Linked DNA regions of Sus scrofa: region 2 is linked to region 1. A link is a contact called in public HiChIP or PLAC-seq data. All regions are on one chromosome and are shown on one strand. Each heading gives the region's core, a stretch centred on a gene start, on an enhancer-like site or on the middle of the called end of the contact. The rest is flanking DNA. Distances are from core to core; before and after follow the strand shown.

Evidence for each region. HiChIP or PLAC-seq counts read pairs in DNA pulled down with a chosen protein or histone mark.
Region 2: an H3K27ac HiChIP or PLAC-seq map of skeletal muscle shows a contact between it and region 1. The contact joins two enhancer-like sites. A contact is called at or near these places in 1 of 47 Hi-C or Micro-C datasets (liver) and 1 of 2 datasets of contacts at active chromatin or transcription factors (skeletal muscle).

The regions. Positions count from the first base shown.
Region 1 is chr1:14,246,033-14,253,216 of Sscrofa11.1, forward strand. ESR1 (estrogen receptor 1) reads right to left here. Exons shown (of 8, transcript NM_214220.1): 6 at 5,995-6,128. Among named protein-coding and RNA genes, the nearest start is that of ESR1, 240 kb to the right of the region's middle. Within about 2 kb of position 4,344, at least 3 of the 83 cell types and tissues checked have an H3K27ac peak or open chromatin away from gene starts, as enhancers often do. A contact at or near this core is called in skeletal muscle, where this site is marked.
Region 2 is chr1:14,387,065-14,393,825 of Sscrofa11.1, forward strand. The region is part of intron 3 of ESR1 (estrogen receptor 1); the gene reads right to left. Among named protein-coding and RNA genes, the nearest start is that of ESR1, 100 kb to the right of the region's middle. Within about 2 kb of position 4,582, at least 8 of the 83 cell types and tissues checked have an H3K27ac peak or open chromatin away from gene starts, as enhancers often do. A contact at or near this core is called in skeletal muscle, where this site is marked.

The sequences.
Region 1 (7,184 bases), core at 3,094-5,593:
CCATGGCAACCCATGCCACAGCTTGTGGCAACACCGGATCCTTAACCCACTGAGAGAGGCCAGAGATCAAACCTCCATCCTCATGGATATTATGTCTGGTTCTTAACCCACTGAGCCACAACTTGAACTCCGAAGCTTAGGTAGTATTATGTCCATTTTACACATGAGGCTTGGGGAAGTGTCTTATCAAAGGGCATCCATCAACCCCCAACTGAGTCACAGAGTTGCTTCTCTGGAATGCCTGGCCTTTCAAAACAAAGCCCCTGGCGCACAAGTGTTCAAGGAATTAACAGAGGCCATGAGGCCCGTTTAGGGCCACGTAAGAAGGGGGCAACAAGAAGAGGCTCCAAGAGTTGGGTCGACTACTGAAGAATCCATCAGCCAGAGACAAGACAATGCACCACCAAAGAACCATCAAATGCCATTTGTCTCCGTAAATCTCAGTGAGCAGGCTCCCTGGAGAGGAAGTCCAGCAGGACAAAGGACTCCAGAGTGCATACAATCAAATCAAACCCTCTCTGTTGGGGCAGCAACCAGCATACCTGACGATGTGTCTATCTCGGAGTCCAAGACTTGTTCCTATCAGAATCCTTCTACTGTTAAGAATTAATGGCCCTTATTGCTTACAGTCCATGTTTTTCAAATGTTCTTTCATCTAAATATAGGGACTGTGAATCATTGTCTTACTCCTCCACTTAAAAATATCAATGCTCTAAATAATTGTCTAATAATTAACGGAGAGAGTGCAAAGAATTCAGCCCTGGAGAGAGGAAATGTTTTCGTTGAGGAGAGCTGGTTATAATTGATCCTGATTATAAATGCTTCTCGGACCAGAGGGCAGCCTCTGGTGAACACAAGAAGGAAACGGATGTCATCGGCTTCAGATGTTTCATCAAGGCACCAAGGTAACGAGATGTGCTGTATCAACAGAGCAGAACTAAACGACAGATGAGAGCTGGCATCGTTTGGATGTTTAGGTTGAATGTACATGTGCCTGTATGACATTCCACGGGCTTTTTTTTTTCTTTCATTGAACACCAGGATACAGGCATTAGAGCCGATGCCATACATTCTCCCTTCCTGGTATTCTCCTCTCCTTCAACTTTCCACCTTGGGTTGTTTTTAAGTCTCTTCCCCTGTGGGCTTGGCTCTTCACTGCTCTTTATTACTCCATCAGTTGAAAGAAAAACGTTGTCTGAAGATCGGTTTGGGATGAACAGGTGATCAAGGGTTCGGCATCTCTACAGCAAAAGACTTTCCAGGAGTAACAGACAGGCCCGCCAAAGGTAACACGGGGATCTAGCAGGCACCGAGCTGGAGTAACTAGAGTTAGTCTGGGTCAAGAGAGGGAAAAGGATCTACGGTAACACGGAGGGCAGAGGAGCTGGAGTCAGGGGTCTGACAGGCTCTCCAGGGAGCCAGCGGATAAAGTGACCAGGGAGCCAAATGTGTGAAGTGCTTTAGAATTTAGAGGAATACAATGAATTGTGGTCAGAAAGAAGTTCCGAAAATGGGGAGAAATAATTACGAATCTGCACTCGAAGGCCAAACCCAACATGCATTAGAGACTGCATAGTAAGCTTGGACTTGTGAAGTTTTCCCTAAAAGGCCGAGGTTCTGAATGGGAATGGATTCAGAGGGCTTACTGAGGATCACAGGTGTGGGAGCGGGGAGCAGAAGCAGCCGAGTCAACCGATGCTGAATGAGGACACAGCTGAGTCTCCACTAAGGTCAGTCAGAATGAAGATTCAAATAACAATCAATTATTATCCATGAGATAAATCTTCCTCTAATATTACTCTAAACACAATTACATAGCACCATTAACAAAGCCTCGGGAGAACAGTAACAATCTATTGTTGTCATTACCCCTGCGTCCTTGCATATTTTTTTTAAGCCTCTCGGGAGGGAGGCCTTAAGCTAAAAGCACTTAATTATATTGAAAAAAGGAATGAACTGACTCTGTTTATGCCAGATTCTCATGCGTGAGGATGACAGCTGCTGCTGACTGAAGACCTACTGTGTTCCATGAAGGGCATTAGACACTGGATACATCATTTTCCCTTCATCTCACAATAACCCAAGGAGATGGGCATTCTTTTTTCTCACAGAATAACTTGACATTATCTATAGGACACTGAAAAGGATGATATGTTTCACCACAGTAGGAAGAGCAAAGGGAAAACGGGGACTTTCTAGGTCCTTCTGGTCATGTCCAGCAAATTAGGGTCTGTGAAATGAGAGAAGGGTATAATACTTGTTGCCAGTTCACCGGTTGTGAGCAATACAAAATAATAACAATAGTTATAGGGAAATTAGGATATACATGCATAAAGTACCCACCCAAGGTAAAGTGAAAAACTGAAAAAAACAAAATCAAAGGACCATGGCGTTCATTGTCATACATCTGGCACAAAGTTTAGAGCTGGGAATTCCATAAAGGATGAGTTACGGAGTAAATGAAGGAAATTATTGAATCAGTGAATGAAATCAATCAACCAACTGACCAAATGCTAGATTATAGGAGGTACGGTTCTAAGAACTCAAAGAATCAAGAGAAGAAAGGCTTGTTATGGACTTGGGTTGTAGCTAGATTTCCTGAGTAAGGTGAGATCTGAACTGGGCTTGAAGAATTCAAAATACTAGAATTAGAATGAAGAACTGAAGTCCCATTGGGTAGAAAGAATATTGTAAACGGGCATAGCACCTCCTTCCTTGTCCCGCTCTAAAGCTCCAGCTCCATTCTCCTCTCCCACTGCTGCTTCCTCACAGCCCTCTGCCCTGAGTTCATCTGCTCTGTTCTCATTTGCCCAACTTGAACTCTGTCCAGCTAGTTCTCAGAATGCCCTGAAGCTCACATTGATTTGGCTAAAGCATCTCTGGATTAACCAGGAACGTCTCTGTCCTTCGGTGGGGGTGGAAAAACAAACAGTGTTTGTCCTATGGATGAGTTGAAGCTTCTGCAAGCAGAGTAATAAATTTTTCTATTGCAGAGATCATGATGCCTATCTCCCACTTCCAAACAGCAGTGAAAAGAGCTTCCCCTGGAGATTCTGGGATTTGGGAGACCTTCTCAAGTCTTCCATCAAGGCTAACAGGTCTTCACAACAACCTTTCAACTCCCCTCGTGCCTCTGCCCCAACATCAAGGCCAATGTAAACACACCCTTCTCAGACTGTGGGGATGGAGCTCAACACAAAACCCAAGGTTTCTCCATACTTTGAGATCTTATTGCCCAGGGATCAGAAAAGCATCTTTGAGCTCGGGTTTCCTGAATCATTTCTAGCTTGGCTTCTGTCAGAGATTCCCGGAGTTAGAGTCATTTTGTAATTTATCCCATGACAGGTGAAGAGCTGCCCCTGACCGGAGCCATGAATTGGTTGGGTTATTACAAAAGTCCATACCTCCAGTTGTGGGGTAAAAAAACTGTTGATCGTGGTGTCCCCCATGTGGCATATGATCCCTTTTTAACTCCAAAAAAGGCTCCGAGTACCACACCACTGTGTTTCAGAGTCAGGTCCTTTCTGATTCTGTATTTCAGGAACAATATGAGACACCAGGAGCTGTGCTCAGCAGCCGGTCTGCTTTTCCAACACATAGCTCGCTTTTGGAGTGGAAAGAGTGATTTCATTTTCCCCAGGTTGAGCGATGGCTTCTGTTTTGCTACTGCTCAAGGGCTGACCTTGAGCGAAAAGACGAGCTTCTGGTATCTCACCAAAAAGACAACAATAAACTCTGTCAGTAAGACAGTGCCTTGCATCTCCAAAATAGTGCTCCAAACCCTTCCAGTGCAAAGAAGCTCACAGAAGATCCTGAGGCAGAAGTGCAAGAACAACGATGGAGCAGGAGAGTTTAACTGGTGTCATGAGGCATCAGGTAGGGATCCAAATCCTTGGGTTGGAAATACTGTTTTGAGATGCTGGTGCCAGTATTTAATAAAAGACTTTCTTGTGCGGGCTGAAAGTTTTTTCCTCTGGGATTTGAAAAACTTAGGTCTATAAATCCAATATTCCGATGGCAAAAGTCCTGCCTTTTTTTAATTACATAATATGAGAAAAAACATACCCTCTCAGAGGAGCAGACCAATAAACACAAGAAAAAGCTATACAGATCTGAAGGAAATATTTTGATGACCAAAATCAGCGTGTCTACTTTTTTGTAGATTATATAACTCTGGCTACTTTCACTTCCTGTCTGGGGTATTATTTCCTGGAAAAAAAGTCCCAGCACGTGATAAGCCAGCCTTCCCTGAAATTAACAGATTGCCCACACGAGAGCCATTGGCATGTGCCAGCCCTCCACCGAAGAAGGAGCAGGTTCAGGACCTGGCAGTGCACAGCCGAGTGGCACTGCTCCCAGAGCTCTCCTACAATAAAGAGCCATTGTGGGATCTGGACCCTTCAACGTGCAGGACAAATGACGAAAATGAAAAGCACAATGCACGTGAGTGGAACCAGAAACTTGAATGGAGTGGTAATCACTTCCTTAGTAGAGACCGCATTATGTTTTGTGCAACTTCGCTCCGCAATTCCGTCCTTGCCTCGTGTAATTGTACAGATTTCCATTTATCGGTTGATAAGGGAGAGTGATTACTATGATAACCATTAAGCAATACAGGTTACCAGCATTGGTGGGGAAGAGAAGTGGAAAATTGTTAGGGGACGTGGGCCGGGATTGGCAATCATTAGGAAGAAACAAAATACCTCAAAAGACAAGGAAGCGCCGATTCTCTCATGTGGGATCAACACAAACTGCAGTTCAGCTACTGGGAAATTTGAGACCGTATCTAACGGTCTAAGAAACTCAGTCTAAACCAGGCCCAGGGCTTCCAAACAGCCGTGATCTCTAAGTGAGGATGAGGTCTCAGATGTGACGTGGGCCTGGGGCTGGGGGATTAGGGTTCAGGTTAAGGGTATCTATGTGCAGCTGACACCTCATTATTAAGCTTCAGGTGCTACAAATTGGAGATCAAGTGCTTAGATCCAAATACAGAGAAGGCTGGGACGAGTCAGGGTGCTAATTCCGGCTGAGCCAGAGTTTCCATCTGGGTGACCTGGAGTGACTCGTTATACAACCGCCAACCTCACTCCAAAAAAAAAAAAAAAAAACCACCAACTAGATGCCACTCTCAGCTAAGCTTTCTCAAGGGAATAGGAGGGGACAGTTGAATTAGACACCATGGATCAAATGAAAACTGTTCCTTCTGCTGGACCAATGTGCTGAATTCCACGTTCCTCAGGTTCAGAACCAGGTTTTTCTACCTCTTGAACCAATTACATTTTTCAGCTCATCAGTTTTGACCAGAAACATGGTCTGTCTCAAATAAGCCTCTTTCCTTAGGACCTGGAATTTGGCATTGGTCACAATTTCTTAACAGGGTCTCTCGATCTACTTAACACTCTGACATCTGTAACTAGCAACAGACCTATGTCCACATGGACGTAACTTTTTTGTTCTCTTTTCAGGGCCGCACCCATGGCATACAGAAGTCCCCAGGCTGGGGTCAAATTGCAGCTGCAGTTGCCAGCCTACACCACAGCCACAGCAACACCAGATCCAAGCCACATCTGCAACCTACACCACACTTGCAGCAACACAGAATCCTTAACCCACTGAGTGAGGCAGGGATCAAACCCCCATTCTCACGGACACTGTGTTGGATTCTTAACCTGCTGAGCCAAAATGGGAACTCCCGCATGTACCATTTTAACAAAAATATCTATGAAAGGATGCAAATATTTCAATAAAAGGCCATTTGATTCAATGTTTCATTTTTGTTTTTCATTCATCATATTTGACTACCTCGATAAGCAATCTCTAAAGAAGACAGTTATTTTATTTTATTTATTATTAAAAAAATTTTAAATGTGTGTCAGTTGTTTCTTGCAATTTGTGATTGTGCCTTCAGAGCAAGTAGCTTGTATCTGGTTGAAAACACAAATAAATACATCTTTCAGGAACCAGGCATTAAATTTTCCCATGTTATCAACTCACCAGAATTAAGCAAAATGATGGATTTGAGGCACACAAACTCCTCTCCCTGGAGATTCATCATACGGAAGCGAGACGATGTAGCCAGCAACATGTCAAAGATCTCCACCATTCCCTCGACACACTTGCCCTGGTTCCTGGGAGAACACAGAAAAAGAAGTATTAAAGAACAGAAAAGCTTCCAGAAGACACAATAAGGTTCACATTCATAAAAATCTACTGGCTCCAAATCTGCAACAAAAACCCCCCACAGCCCATTCTCTTCATGGAACATGAACATGCATTGGAATTCTAGAAGGTAAGATGCAAAAAGACTTCCCATCAATAAAACATGCTCATTTCAAATTCTTAGAAGAGATGTGTTATTCCATCTCAGAATCTACCATATTCAATATGAAGCTCTTCAACCGGTGAGTAATTAAAAATAACGCGAATTCAGGTAAATTTTTTCTAATGAATATTTATCAATCTGCTACTATATTCTAGACATTGTGGTAGTAATGAGAAGAAAAATAGGGCCTCTATTCTCATTATGTTCATGGATTTAAATAATATGACCAGTCCTAATAAACTGCTATAAAGTGCCTTTTTTTAAAAAATTTTTTTATTTTTTTGTCTTTTCTTCTTTTCCAAGGCCGCACTTGCAGCATATGGAGGTTCCCAGGCTAGGGGTCTAATCGGAGCTGTAGCTGCCGGCCTACACCACAGCCACAACAACTCGAGATCTGAGCCGCATCTGTGACCTACACCACAGCTCACGGCAATGCTGGATCCTTAACCCACTGAGCAAGGCCAGGGATCAAACCCGAAACCTCATGGTTCCTAGTCGGATTTCGTTAACCACTGCGCCACGATGGGAACTCCTATAAAGTGCTTTTGAAATATAGGACAAACTGTGAAAACTGTGAGCTTTAGTGGTCCTGGAACTATTGATGTTGCCTAGGATGACAGGTAAGATCCGCTGAGCCAGTGGCATTTGTAGGATTTCACTGAGCTGAGGTGCGAAAGCATCATTGGAAGAAGTCCTGAACATGCAAAGGGGAAGCAGCACGGACGAGCTAGAGGGAGGAGGAGATGGGAAAGTAATCTGGGAGAGAAGAAAAATGTCAGCTGATGAAGGATGTGCTACATCGTTATAAGGAGTTTGGGCTTTTCTCCTGTACAACAGAGCCTTGGCATCAAGGATTTAACAT
Region 2 (6,761 bases), core at 3,332-5,831, 140 kb after region 1:
CTCAAAGATTTTGAAACCAAATTTCTGGTTCCCAAAGGGGAAATAATGGGAAGGAAGTAAACTGGGAGGTTGGAATTGGTATATATAAACTACCATATACAAAATCAATAAGTAACAAGGACCTAATGTATAGCACAGGGAAATCTACTCAGTACTCTGTTATAGCCTATATGGGAAAAGAAACTGAAACTGTACACCTGAAACTAACACACCATTGTAAGTCAACAATAAATTTTTCAAAAAGCTAAACACAGTCTTACCACATGATCCAGAAATTATGCTCCTAGATATTTACCCAACTGACTTAAAAACTTATTTCCACAAAAAAAAGCCTGCATACAAATATTCATAGCAGCTTTATTCATACTTCTCATACACTGGAAACAACCAAGCTATCCTTTGTAGGTGAATGGACAAACAAAACAGTGATATATTCATACAACTGAACACTATTCAGCAATAAAAAGAAATAAGCGGTCAAACTATAAAAAAAGAGTGAAACTTAAATACTAATATTTCTAAGTGAAAGCAGACAATCTGAAAAAGTTACATACTATGTGATTCCAATTATATGATATTCTGGAAGATAAAACTATAGAGAAATAAATAGATCAGTGGTTGCTAGCAGTTCAAGGCAGAAAGGAAGAGGATAAACAGGGGAAGCACAGGAGATTTTACAAGATGGATAAACTCTTCTATGTTATAGTAACTATGTTGTTATAACAATGAATGTAACATCAAGTGTTTCAAAACTATAAAACTGAAAAAAGAATAAACCCAACGTACTCAATTTTAAAAATCATGGAGAAAGTCAAGAGTATTCCATGGTGCAATGCAGAATGAACCACATTAATCCACATGTATGACACAACCTTCCTGGGGGAGGAGAAGAAATAAGCTCATTTAAGTATTTTGGAAATGAGTGAGGTCCATAAGACTAAAGGCAAAAGGAACTGTACATAAACACTATTTCTAGTTGATAAAGTTGTGGTGATTGTGAAACCACTGTTAGGTATATTGGAATTAAGTAATTAAGTACATAAATGGCAGATAGTGGTAATCAGGTTTCATAGTGCTAGAGTAATAAGTAACAGGTAAGTAGAGAAGACTAGGGGATCCATGCTGTAATGATTAGAGTTGGAAACATCAGTGTGCTATTCATGGTTAGCTTAACATAGACACAGATGGTGACATACAAAAATATTTATAAATATGTGATACAGTATAAACACATATCTCTCCTTGCACTGTCAGCTTATAGGTCCTAGAAGTAACAATACCCCCGTAACAGCAAGTACACCTACTGCCCAGATCTTGGTTTCCAATAAAAGAACCATGACACCATGGGAAAGTGGCTGATTCAAGGACTGGGGCAGGAAATACACAAGATGAGTCTGAACAATCTTGTCGTGGCAGAACTAAGAGGAAACACATGCTCAAAAAAAAAAAATCACACAACGATAGGTGTATGTCCAAAGGATATAGGAACCAACTGATTGAATAAATTAATTGAGAATAGACAAATCCAAATAATTTATGTAAATACTCCACCTTAAGGTGTAACCCCCCCACTCTTTAGAATGAGCTGCTCATAGTGACTTCATTCCAAAGAGGACCATACAGAAAAGGAGAAGAATAATTTTACAGTACAGAAACCTGACAAATGCCACCTCGAGTCACGTGATCAAGGTAAACATCCACAGCAGTAAGTCATGATGACTGTACATACCCTTGATCCAAGGTGATAACAAGGGCAGTTTACACCTGTGGCCTCCCTCCCTAAAACACATTAACCCCATTCTAACCATGAGGAAAATATCAGACAAATCCAAACTGAAAGACATTCCACAAAATTCCTGACCAGTAATCCTCAAAACTGACAAGTTCACCAAAAACAAAGTCTCAGAAACTATCACAAGCAAGAGGAGCCTAAGGAAACACGAATACCAAATATCAGCTATCCTGACGGAATCCGAGAACAGGAAAAAAAGTATTAGGCAACAAATTAGGAAATTTGAATAATTGTTGATTCCAGTTAATGATGAGATATCAGCATTGGTTCCTTAGCTGTGATGAGAGCAATGGGTAGTCACAGAAGATGTTAACAATGGAGGGAATTGAGTGTGGGGCATGTGAGAACTCGGGATGATCTTTGCAATAATTATGTAAATCTAAAACTGATCCAAAAATGAAAAGTTTACTTTTTAAAAGTCAAGGGCAAAACACTGAGCAAGAAGTGTTTTTACATAATGTGAAAAATAATTTTATGCTGCCCTTTCATTGTTTGGAATAACTAGTTGCTGCATTCAGGCTGCCGTGTTGAAGGAGGATGGTTGAATCATCCCACCCAAGAGCTTGAGTCAAAATATAATTCTGTATTAATGATTGCATTGTGTATGGAGAAGACCATGAAATTGGTCAAGTGGAAAATTTTAAGGCTGTCAGGAACACCAGCCTATAAATCGAAACTGCAAAGATGTAATCTTTGCTGCTTAAAAACTCTTCACTCCACCTTCATGATGCAGAATAAACTTTGCAATTGGGTACAGAAATTTAACCCCATTGGGGCTTTTATCTTTTCCAAAAGTATGGAGAGAGGAAGACAGAGGGTGGGGGAGAGTGTGTTATGTTCGGTGTTTAACACAAGCTAAAATGGTAAATGTCTCCAATTAAAGACATATAACAATCATAACAAAATATCAAAGACTATTCAACTACAAACCACATGAAGGCAGAGACTACATCTGTCTTGTTTACCATTAGACATAATTACCTACTAGACGGCAATAGATACGTTAGTGGAATACACACATGAGTCTTGGTATGACCTCAAATCTTATAGAATATATTAATAACATGAGTTTGATACACCAGAACATCTTGGCCACTATCAGTTGTTGAAATTTTAATTATAGCAGTTTTCAAAATAAGTCTTTCTGATAAGGCAACTCAGTGTGAGTAAAGTAAGCCTTAAATAAATTGCTAAATAAAAGAAGTTAGGATCAATCTTTCTGCATTAAATCTTCTGATCCAGTAATGTAACTGAAGCAGCCAGTAGTCTAATTCCATGATTTGATTCCTCTGTCCCTTCCCCATACTGTTAAGTTTTGTTTTCATCATCTTATACAATTTTTGGAATAAATCTGTTAGTAGTGGGGAGAAGTCTGTGTGCAAGACCCAAACAAGATGGGTTAATCAGTTCAGTTTTCTTTGAAAGTAATTACCAACATTTCCACCATGCTACTGTCACAACCACCAGTTAACCTCAATTGTCCCAGGTGCTGTGTACCAGCCAATGCTGTGCTGCTCTTCCAGCCCAGTAGCCCATCTGCCAACTTCTCAACAAACTGTAGTATGCACGAGGAACCATAATACTTCATGGTGTTATTGGTCAGCACCCAAATTCAAATAAACTAGCAAGTTCTCTTAACACTAGGGTCCTCTGGGGTGATTAACCATTATGAGTTAATTGACCTTGATGAGTCTACTGTGTACAGACAAGCAGTGTTTCTTTTCCCCTTTCTTCCTAAACTAGAACCCCAGCTGTACCTGCTCTACTTATCCACCTGCATAAGAGTCATCAGAGCCCACCATGGTGGCCAATCATGCCATCCCAGCCCAGTCTTTGTCCTTCTTCCCAGGCTCCAGAGCTAGGCTCCTATTTGCTGTGATAAGAAGAACTCAGCAATGATGGAAGGGAGCAGCTGCAGCTCTACAACTGAAGAAAACTTAATTAATATGCTGTCAGCCCTGCCTGGTCATGCCTGTTCCACTGCAGAGTGTGTGCCCACAAGTTTACAACAATCCACGTTTCTGCCCTGTTGAGCTGGAGTCGCCTGGCTGAAAAGCACTTGACAAACAAACTGCCCGAGTCCACAGTGATTCTGAAATCAGCATGTACTTATGTTTACAGTCTGAAAAACAAAACTCATATACATTATGGCTCTTAAAATGAATTACACAGAGTAAGAGCATAGAGAGTACTGGTCTCCCTTTTCACCAAATCCTACTGGGAAACTATAATTATTTTAGTTATATTTGATAATTCACCAATTTCACATTGATAAAATTTAATTCAAAAATGGATTGCATTGTTCCTGTTCTGGTGAGCTGCTGTACTATTTTTAAAATGTCCCTTTTGGATGCTGAAGCAACCAAAGAGGTAGCCTTTGTATGGGAATTCACTGTTCTGGAATTTTCCCAAAAGTCTAGGCAGGGACTGAATGCCAAGAATGGGAAATCAATCACAGGTTACCACACCTTTAATTGCATGTCAAATCACGCTGCCTTATGCTGGCAACCAAACCCAGTGTCAGGGTCCAAATCAAGTGAGGAGTCAGCCACGATCACATGTATTCTCAATGACATCCGTTTTGACTTTAAAGTATAATGGCCACTCTTAAAGCTACTGTGCATTTTAATAAAAGCTCGGCTAATAAAACCTTGTTTCTAGAGACAGCTGTGGCAGGCTGTTCTATAAGAATCTGATTTATTAATAACAAAATTTATGGGGTGAGGAGAAAAGCAGTGCAGATTTTTCTTGCCTGGCTTCATTTCCCTGTAATATCTTATGATGAGTCTCCTGCTGGCAGGCATTCTGTAGCCAAGAGGAATAAATACGACACCAAGGTTTCCCTGTGAAGTTCTCTCTTTTCTCCCATTTCTTAACAGTTCTGCTACGCAGGCCTGCAGTTCTCCTTCTCCGACTTGCAAAAGAAACAGTTTGCCTCCCCACCTCCCAATGGGTGGCCTCTCTGTCTCATGCTGATCGATGCAGAGCTGGATACAAAGAAAGTCCCTGTTGTCTTTAATTTGGTCACGGATGAATCTTGCCGGCCTGACTTGAGTCACCAACACCCAATCACATCCTCTTGGACAAGAAGTGCCTGCCAGTGGGACAGTCATCCTACAACAATCCCACAGTTGGAGCACAAAGTCGTTCACCCTAGCTGGTGATTTAACAAATCCTTAAGTGGGTGCACACCAAATTTCTCGAGGCTGAAATGGGGTTCTCCCTTTTTATCAACTCTCATCTGTGAACTCTGTCACCTTAAATACATTAGAGAATCATTCATCTGCTCTACAGGACTGAAGCCCAGTGCTGGGTAAGTTAGAGGCTCCGTATATACACGTTAAATGATGAATTTATTACTTAACCTGGTAACTCCCAGAAATCACCAGAGCTCTGTTCCTAAAATGTTGACCTGAGCAAGTACAAAAGAACTAGGGGAAGAAGAAACCAAGAATGATCAAGCACCTTAAGGATCATAAAATTCTACCACCGTATTAATAGAGAGCTCAGCAAAAGGAAATATCTTGTTCTTACCACCGATATAGCAGCAATTCTGTTTTAACCATATATATCCCCTATTGCCCAAGCCAGAAAATTTCTCTCCCTAAAACACACCAAGATTTTAAAGGTTTTTTTTAACGATAAGGACTATGCTTCGTTCTTTGTATTTTCCACTAGACTTACCTCTGTGCCTTGTAAATAAATTAGCTTTCCTAGGTAGTGATCAATGAATGTTTCGTGTGCTGACTCAAACCAGTGCCTTTCAAAGAAAACAACATTCCATTGGGAGTAATAGTATCATCTCGAGGCCAGGCTTTTCTCTACGGAATCTCCATTTTCCTCATCTTTGACTGTATTTCAGTATTAGTGGCTCCTCATTCGATCCAAACAAAGTAACAAACTTATTATACTGTGATTTATTCCTGAATATCAAATATCTTGCCCTTTCTGATTTGAATTCCATTATTCACGCTCGCAAGTTCTTACCCACTTTTCAGAAAAATTAATGCATCTCGATGCAGGCTGCGTGTACACATCTGTTTACCTCACCAAATATCAACTGGCTCCTTTGCTTACAATTGTCAGAGCTGAAATTCTATTGCAAATATCTTAAACAAGCTTATTTATCAAATGTCAAATGCTAAACATATGCTGCTCCAGAATACTCGTCCTTCAGTGGGAAGATACTTAGCAACCTGACATAACACCTGGTTTCCTATAAAACATAGATTTCGCTGCTGAGGAGAGGGAAAGAGAGAGAAAGAAAGGCCCTTGGTCAGATTGCAAAAGCTGATGTCAGTGATCAGTACAGTAGTTAGGTTGGCAGAAGAAATGCCAAAATAAGCTGGCAAGAACACTCTTAAACCCAGCTAAGGTGCACATGCAAACTTGAAAAAAGAATCTATAAAACTAGCTCAAGACCAGATAACTCATCAAGCATGGCTAACAGTCTAATCACAAGCCAAATTTACAGAATGGGGTCCATTTCATCATTTGATTCCTTGAAGCCTTAATACTTTGTGAAGATAATTAAGCTGTTCCCTGGCCTTGTACATACTACATCTGTATCCATTTCTAAAAGCCAGTCATTTTGCCCATGTTTAGTGCAAATCACAAGTTATAATAAAGGATAGTGTTGAGAATCAGAATGAAGACCATAGCCCAAATGGGAAAAAATGTTCCTATTGCTACAATTTCAGAGAAAAGTTCTTAGAGAAATTATAGATAATTAGAATATGGAGAGATAAAGGTGGAAAAGTAATAGATTCCAAGTGTTCTTGATGGTGAAAGAGCTTCCCCAGAAGTGTACTGTTTCTGGAGAAAACACAGGAGGACTCTTGCCCTTTCTCACAAGGGATAGTGCCACCTACATAACCAACTTCTTCAAATTCTTAGATTCCTGACAATTGGTAGGTGTAAGCCTCTTTCAAGCTTACTATATTTTTGGAAATGATTATGGTATACAAAA